Regions from separate parts of the Zea mays genome. Here region 2 is linked to region 1. A link is a contact called in public Hi-C data. All regions are on one chromosome and are shown on one strand. Each heading gives the region's core, a stretch centred on a gene start, on an enhancer-like site or on the middle of the called end of the contact. The rest is flanking DNA. Distances are from core to core; before and after follow the strand shown. Region 1 has its middle 7.3 kb from the start of LOC100275108. Region 2 holds the start of LOC103626973.

Region 1 (4,361 bases), core at 336-2,835:
GTGTAAGGCTGACCAATAAATAAGGGTTAAAGCTGAGCATTGCTTTTAATAAGTTGGTCAGGTTTTATTAGCAGTTACTAAATGTAAGTAGATACCAAACCAGAGTAATAGTAGATCAAAATTAATAATAACTCTCAATGCGATGCAAATGACAAATTGAATTTAATTCTATAAATTAATTATGCAAGAGCCTTGAGCTGCTCATGACCGCAAGCACGACTAGTATACCAGTTTTACACTCTACAGAGGTTGTACCCTGTACCCACAAGTCGTGTATCCCATCTAGCTAGGGTTAGCTAGACCCTTAGACACTGCCGAGGTGAATGGCTAGGGATCCACTACCAGGCCTTTATAAAGTTCCACTAGCTTCAGAAAACCCGCTACAGTTTCTAGGAAGAGCAATGCAGGAATCCCCTGTCTAACCGCCATCACAGCAAAATCAACCCGAGAACCTCCCTACACGCCTACTCCCCTACTGCCCTTGCCCCTTTCGGGTAAGGTAGTCCTCCACTAGCTTTCCTAGTTAGTCAGCCAAGGGCATCACATTCCATCCTTGTGGTGGCACGTGTTTCTCAAGTTAAGCTCGATGTTCTAATTAACATAGTGATCTTATCATGAACAGAAATAGAATAGTAATAAAGAATGATCATGTGTAATAGTTATCTCAACACCCAAAACCATATATAGCATAGCAAAGACTACCCAAAAATTCAGGGGTAAACAAGGTGAAAAGATAATCAGACTAGGGTGACCTATTGGGTCCCATCAAAATTAAGCCTATGCATGATAAAATGATTATAGAGAACATTATTGGGTAAATAAAAGTGGTCAAGTAAACAACTTGCCTTTAATGAGCTCCTGCTCAGCAAGTTCTACCTGCTGAACACACGTATCCTCGGCCACTGGCTCGTCTACTCGCCACAATACAAACAAACATGATACAAGGGATAAATTAACATCACATCAAACATTAATACATAATACATATTAATAATCTATGCATCGAAACGAGATTGTAGGAACAAGAATCACTGAATTCGGAGTTACAGATTTTAAGTTATGATTTTCCGAAGGTTTTATGTGTTTGGTACAAAATTAATCAAGTGATCAATTTTTTTAGGGGTTTCATGCTAAAACAGTGTTACTAAGTAGTAAACAATATTAATACAAAATTATAGAAACTGGAATGGATTAAAAAAGAGTTAAAATGAATTTTCTATGAATTAAACTAGTTTCTGCAATTATTTTTACATTAAAAATCATTTTCGAAATGAATTTATCTGATTTTCTAATTTCCTTGTACTGCGCGCAACATTACTGAGGACTGCAGGGTGCCATATGTAAATTCCTGGGCCCTAGCGCTGTAGCGCAATTACTTTACAACTGACTAGAATCGTAGGTTGGTTACCGGAAACTATGGGGGTTCTTTTGCAAAACGTACTCGGCCCGAAGGGGTATGGTGAAATCTTAACAGTTGGATCATAATCACACGACGCCGATTAAATCGTATCCTTTAAATGAAGGGGTATGCGATACAGTCCCATGGATCCCAGATTCACGGTGTAGATGCTCCCACATCACTGATCTAACTCAAGCCTTCGATTTCCATATCAACGAATCTGATTTAAATATCCGAACTGGTGCGCTATGTCTAATCGTGGCCATCCGAAACGACATCCACGGTCCTGATTTAACGCAGCGGGTGGGTACTACTTGATTTGATCCGCGTCGTTGATCCAAGGACCGACTGGTGAGGCCACGCCACCGTATAACAACTGGTGAGGCCACGCCACCGTATCTCAATCAGGACCGGCGTACGAGTGGAGTGGGATCGATCGTCGCGTACTCGCGTGGCGCGTTCAGCGCGCGGAGGCGACGCACTCATGGTCAGTACTACTGGTCATTCCCTCTGACCGGCGTGGGGGCGGCGAACGAAAGCCTCGGTTCTATCTGACCGGCCGCCCTCGACGACAGGTTTGGCCTTGCTCATCCAGGACAGAATCACGGCATACAATTCTTCCCAAGAAGGCAGCAAGCGGCAGGCAGGGGAATTCTGGGTTGTTCCGCTTGTTTGGACTTTTGCGGCCACAGTCTATAGATAACAAAAATAGTATATAAACAGTAAAAGTTGATACGAATTGAAGTTAAACAAACAAGCTTTGAGTTTAAAAGTATATTTGTTGGTAAAAAACTAGAGAGGTCCAGTAGTTCAAAGTATGTTTGTTGGTCAAAAACTCATCTTTTGATGTCAAGAAAATGAATTCATTTATATTATTATCGGAATTCGAATCTTTTTCGAGTGCCAAATGTGTTTGCCGAGTGTTTTTTTTTGTGCACTCGGCAAATAATCTCTTTGCCGAGTGCCAAACAAAAACCCTCGGTAAAATAAAACACTCGGTAAAGAAGCTTTTTGCCGAGTGTTAAAAAACACTCGGCAAAGAGTTAACCGAGTGTCAAAAATAGAACACCTTCTTTGCCGATTGTTTTTTTAACACTAGGCAAAGACAATTTTTAAAAATCACATTTTAAAGCGTTAAATTAATTTAAATGAAAAAAATCAACTACAAATTTCTATGACTTATTAAGATGTACAATTTATATTTTGATCGTTTTTTCGTATGACAAAATAAAAGTAAATTTGTTCATAAAACCTATATTTCTCTTGTAGCTTATGAAACTACAAGAGAGATATACAAGATTTGTCAATAATGTTAGAACCATCATGTGAGATGAATAAATGACCAAACAACCAAAATAAACTTTGTAGATCTTGAGAAGTTATAGAATTTTGTAGTCGGCAACTTTTTCGTTTAAAGGCATCTTGTCAACGGAAACTACGTCTGAATTTTAAAAAATGAAATTTTGAATTTTGAAAACGACCTCAAATGGAAAAACCACCAACATGAAAGTTGTAGGTCTTGAAAAGTTATGAAATTTTGTAGTTGATAGTGTTTCGGCAAAACTATGTTTGAATTTTAAAATTTGAAATTTTCAAACTACCTCAGATGGAAAAACCATCAAAATAAAAGTTGTAGGTCTTGAAATGTAATGAAACTTTGTAATTGTCATTTTTTATTTGAAATCATCATATCATAGAAAAAATCGTGTGAAGTTTTCAAATTTGAAATTCAAATTTTGTAAACTGCCTCGAATCTAGAAACTATCAAAATAGAACTTATAGATATTCAAAAGTTATGCAACTTTATAGTTGACAACATTTTCAATTGAATTTGTTTAGTGCCTCAAATAATCAAATTACTCTCGGTTTGTTATAATACATGAGTAATAAAAACGTAATATAAACATAATTGATGTAGTAGTGTAGTGGTAGAGAAGGTTATATGTGAGAGAGAGGTTACGAGTTCGAATCTCACCATTCATAAAACATATAAATTTGATTTGATTCAAAAATGATGAAAATGATAGGGAAATTAGTGTGGCAGTGTTAGGGGAGTTATCCTCATAATTTTAGAAAATGTTTTGCTGTTTTTTATGTCCGATAATGTATCCATTACATATTGACGGTTGGTAAAAACGATGGTAAAAATATAAAAATGCTATTGGTAAAGATAGTTCGTGTACTCTTGTAGTTAAACAAGGTGAAGGTCCATGTCGTAATAGATGGTGAGTTTCATTTAGGGATGTCAACGGAGAATTCCCCATCGGGTTTATCTCCATATTTTCGTCCCCGCGACAAAAAAACTTTCCCACGGGAATCTCCATAAACGCTTGTGGGGGACGTTTTCCCATCCCCATACCCTATGGGGATAAATCCCCGTTAGAGATCCCCGTATCTACTTAAATTATAATTAGGACGTATTTCATATATTATTAATACAAAACACCATCACTTACTCACATTGTCAGATATAAGAAATCATTATATATACAACAAAATAAACACATTTATACAATTAGTGATGTCTTAACAATGTAACTATTTATATTTACCATTAGCTATTACAAGAAAACATTGTTCTTGGGCACCCAAAATGACCGGCGGACGGTCTAGCCCCGAGGCCGGACGGTCCGTGCGTGCGCAGAACCAGTTAGGGTTCCACGTTTCTTGCGAGTTTTGTTAGCTAGATTCGTGGAATTAACTCGGTAGATCGTTTGTGATGGGTCCAGACCTCCCCCTCTATAAATGAGGTCTACGACTTATTTGTACATCATCAATCGAACCTACAATCAATACAATTCACATTTTATCTTGTACATTTAGGAGTAGCTCTAGTTTAGTTCTAATTTAGCCTCTCAATCCCTAAATTCTCCGCTTCCCTTCGGCTCTACGTCGATTAGAAGTGTCTAGGTCGGCCTGCCGAGTCTAGACAACACCTAGGATCTCTCCTCCCTGACAGGGT
Region 2 (4,261 bases), core at 676-3,175, 78 kb before region 1:
GGATTCCATACATGCAGATTGCAGATGCAGGTGTAGGCAGTCTCGCCTCGCGTGTGCCATCCACCACCGGCCACGAGGTTACAACACGTACGCACAGGACCGGTCGGCCCGCATGCTCGCTCGATCGCTCGGACGCACGCACACTCGACGGGAGGGACATGCACAGATGGATGGATGGCGTCGATGATGTGATGGTTCACCATTTCATGCAAGCAAGGTGTTTGACGAGCGGGCTTGCGAACGAACGTGGAAGTACCGGTCTGCCTCGGCTTGGTCCCCGTCGCCGTCGAACAACCTTGGCTCGCTTTGGCCTGGTCCCCGACGTCGAGTTGAGGTCGACAAGACCACCACGCACGCTCTAGGTCGACGGGGGCGCTGGGCGCGGCCCATGCTGCTTCGCCTTGGGCCTTACCGGTCATAGCAAACAGAGATGATGGGAGGGGGTTAGTGCATGCCATGTGGGTCCAGCTACACCAACAAACGGCGTTGGCCGGCTTGTTGACCGCAATGGCACAGAGGGGAACAAAATCTAAAATTGATGGTATAGAAGGAATGCTATAATTTCTAATGACACGTAAAGTATCAGTATAATTTTTAGTGGCATAGAGGGAATTAACTCTAAACATTTGATACGTCACAAACTAACCAAACACCGGGGTAGCAGGTGGCGAAAGGTTCGATTCGGACATCCTGTCCCTGACCGGCCGGCCTGGGCACGTTTGCGTGGGAGACAGGTCCACAGCCGCCACTGGCTGACGACTTCTTTTCCCTCAGCCGTGACGCTTGGTCGGATAAGCAAGCAAGGAAAAATGGAGGCTTGGAAAGATCCACGGCCGACAAATCCCGCGCGTGCAAGTCTTTTTTTTTCTTCATTTTTTTCCCCATTTCTGGAATCTTACCTACGGCAAGCCGATAAACTGCAGAAATACCTTGACAATAGTAGCGTAATAGTGATGGTATTTGGGCATGAATAAATAGTATCCGAATAATAGAACCTTCTAACTAATGCAGTGGTGTCTGGTAACGAACGGCAGCGGCCACACGCAAATGCAGCTCCCCGCGGCCACGTATCGGCGACGGCGGACTAGACAGCAGGACACGACATGAAGCAGAGCATCATCACTTGGCACACGCGGTTGTGAGGAGGCCGATGAGGGCGAAGGAGACGATGACGATGGCCAGCGACGCCGCCCGCGCCAGCTTGCCGAAGCGGCGGGCGAGAGCCATGACCATGACGCCGACGGACACGCTGACGCGGTGTTTGTAGAGGCCGCCACCGAGCGTGGGAAGGAGGACGAAGGCGGCGAGGACAAACAGCCCCACGACCGCGAAGCCCAGGATCCGGGTCGAAGCAGGGGCGGCGCAGAGCACACGCCTGACGAAGGGGATGGCGGCGGCGGCGGCGACGGCGACAAGGGCCGATACCACACCGCTTTTCCCGGCGAGGACGTCGACAGTACGGTAGAGCAGGCCGCCGGCGCCGGGCGCGGTCAGGAAGAGGCACGCGGAGACGAGCAGGGCAGCGCCGAGGGACACGACGAGAGTCAGCAGGGCGAAGAGGTCCGCGCGCGGCGCGTCACCGCCCACGCCCGCGGCGGCTCCGAGTCCGCCGGGCGCCTTGCGGACGAAACGCGCCAGCAGCATGGTGCCGAGAGCGTAGGCCGTGGCCACGGCCATGGCGAGCACGCAGGCGGCGATGTCGAGGAGTGGGCTTCGCGGCCGCCCCGCGACGGCGTCGAGCAGCTGGCGCAGCGCGTCGGGGAATCCCAGCGCCCCGGCGCCGAGAGCCAGGACGATGACCCCCGGAATAGGGCCGGTGCCTGCCATTCGTTCGCGCTGTTCCCCCGTTCGTTCTGCTCACCTGCTGCTCAGTGTGAAGTTTATAGGAATCGGATAGCTTGTTTCCCAGAGACGGCCATCTATTATTTATACAAGATGCAGCCTGCAGGCAGAGGCTGTATGCCACTATGCCTGCCCGGCGGACAGGACATGCCGGCGGTGCGGTGGTCCCCACTTTGCCTTCCAGTCCGTGTCCCAGGAACCGAACGTGCACGATCCACGTGCACCAGTTTTGATCTCCAATTTTCAAAGTACAGGCACGTGTCCAACACGGCAACACCAGCCCACCACCGGAAGTTGTGCGACGATGTATTGCTATTGCTATGTAGAGGCACCACGGTTTAGACTGTCCGTAGCGGTTCCTCTAAATTTCTCTCACAATATCAAATTTTCGCGTTACATCATCACATTTTATCTTATACTTTTTTATTTCCCGCAGAAGTCTTTTCTATATTCTTCCACTATATCTCAATACAATTATAAAATATCATTATCCAACCCTATTCATCATTTATTACCATTTTTTTCTTCACAAATTAAAAAACCACCGCACAAATAAACGGTGAAAGGGGCGGCGGACTCGCTGGCAGCAACGTGTTTCTGTTCACTTCCGACGCCTCGGGGGCTTTGCCCCTGTTTGTTTCGGCTTTTCGCAGCTTCTAGCCACCAAAAGCTAATGCGAACTGCCAAACACTCAGCTTTTCAGCTAGCTTCTATAAAATTCGTTTGGATAAAAACCATTAAAATCAACATAAACATATAATCGGTTGAGTCGTCGCAATAGTAGTAATCCATCACTTTATAGATCCTGAGCCCCATGGACAACTTTATCTTCCTCCGTACGTAATCTTAATGATACTCAAATTCTCTACATAGTCGGATTCTCTCCACAGCTAGATTCTCGGAAAAGCCGAACCAAACAGTTTGCAGGGTACCGTGCTGCGCGCGCAGGGGCGCCCCTGTCAACCACTGCGGTTAGTCTGACTCTCAGGACTAGTTTAGAAATCCTAATTTTCTAAAAGATTTCTATTTTTCCAAGAGAAAATGAATTATTTTTTTTTGAGAAAATAAAAATTTAATATAAAATTAGGGTTTCCAAACTAGCCCTCAGTGTTGACGAAAGGCTCGGTTTTATCTCTTGGCCTTTACCGGCCGCCCCCTAGCCTCGACAGGTTTGTGTGCCAGAGCCACTGGCCGACTGAACGACTGCATTTTCTCCCCCACATTCGCTGGCTTGGAAAGATCTGTCAGGTCGTTGATGGCGAACCAACTTTGCTTGTTTGAGAACAAGAGAAGCCAACCGCAGAATCTCTAAGTTGTTTTTTTAATTTTAGTGTAGACTGTACCTTGTATTTGAAGCGATATGGGAAGAGATCTTTGTTGGTCATCTATTTTAGTTCCTGAAAAAAAAACAGGACAACACTATTTATCTTCCTACCGAGGGATAAGATGAAGTGACGAAGGTTTTTTATTCATGAATAATGTATAGAGGGGAAGATAACGAGATTGGATACGAAGGTGTGGCGGTCAAGCCCTCTCTTTCATTATTGTTCTTTTGTCTACAAGTACTTACATCAGTACCTTCGACTACGACCACAGTAGCACGAAGATGAAAAATACGGCTTCGGAGGTCGACGGTTCTCGGCCCGAAAAATCTAGTCCTCACGCATATGGCATGTACTCCTACTTATAGTGATGGCACAGTGTCAACTTCATATAAAATTATAAACATACACTCAGTTTCTATCAGAGGCGAGCCCCATTAAATTCAAGGGTATTCAAATGAATACCCATTATTTTTGGCAAAATAACTTCAATATATATACATGTATATAGTGTATGCATGAAAAATAAAAAAATGAATCAAATAAATAAAGGAATTCTGTTAATTTAGACTAAAATATCTCCTTCCTACCTTTCATACCTAACTAATCCAATCGTTTGTCGTGGATCATGAAGCCCAATAGAACGACAAAGTCCATGTTAGTACCTCATGACAAAAAAATCCACAAACCCTATTGTAGTCGCACATTGGCAGAGCCACCAGATGCGCCAGCAACCAAGTCGTGGTCACATCTTGCAGCCCCACGTGCCATGAAGACACCAGCACCTCCGTTGAGACATCGTGGCTCCGCGTCGTAGCTAGGTGTCCAGACTTGACTGACTAACTGTCATTGCGTTGCATCTGGCCTCGTTGTTGCGTCGTATGTCGTCCGTCGTCCGAGGCTTCAATCCACCCTCAGGCATCACCGCATGCAAGGACAGACAACTAGGAGCAAGGTCCCATCGTACCAATGTCCAAGCCTACCTAGCTAGTGGCCACCCGACCTGACCTCCCCTGCTTTGCTGCTTGCAGTACTGGGCTACAAATAGGGCATTAGCGATTGGAAAATGCTAAAGAGGACAAGCAGCCAGCTAGCAA

What was found. Hi-C and Micro-C count contacts between places; a contact is called where the count stands out from the background.
Region 2: a Hi-C map of bundle sheath shows a contact between it and region 1, with 4 times the contacts expected there. The contact joins the promoter of LOC103626973 here to the enhancer-like site in region 1. A contact is called at or near these places in 4 of 25 Hi-C or Micro-C datasets (bundle sheath, leaf and seedling).

The regions. Positions count from the first base shown.
Region 1 is chr5:143,181,000-143,185,360 of Zm-B73-REFERENCE-NAM-5.0, reverse strand. No RefSeq gene overlaps it. Among protein-coding and RNA genes, the nearest start is that of LOC100275108, 7.3 kb to the left of the region's middle. Within about 2 kb of position 1,585, at least 16 of the 20 cell types and tissues checked have an H3K27ac peak or open chromatin away from gene starts, as enhancers often do. A contact at or near this core is called in bundle sheath, leaf and seedling, where this site is marked.
Region 2 is chr5:143,259,025-143,263,285 of Zm-B73-REFERENCE-NAM-5.0, reverse strand. LOC103626973 reads right to left here and starts at 1,925. Exons shown (of 1, transcript XM_020537726.2): 1 at 847-1,925. The coding sequence starts at 1,827. The coding sequence ends at 1,120.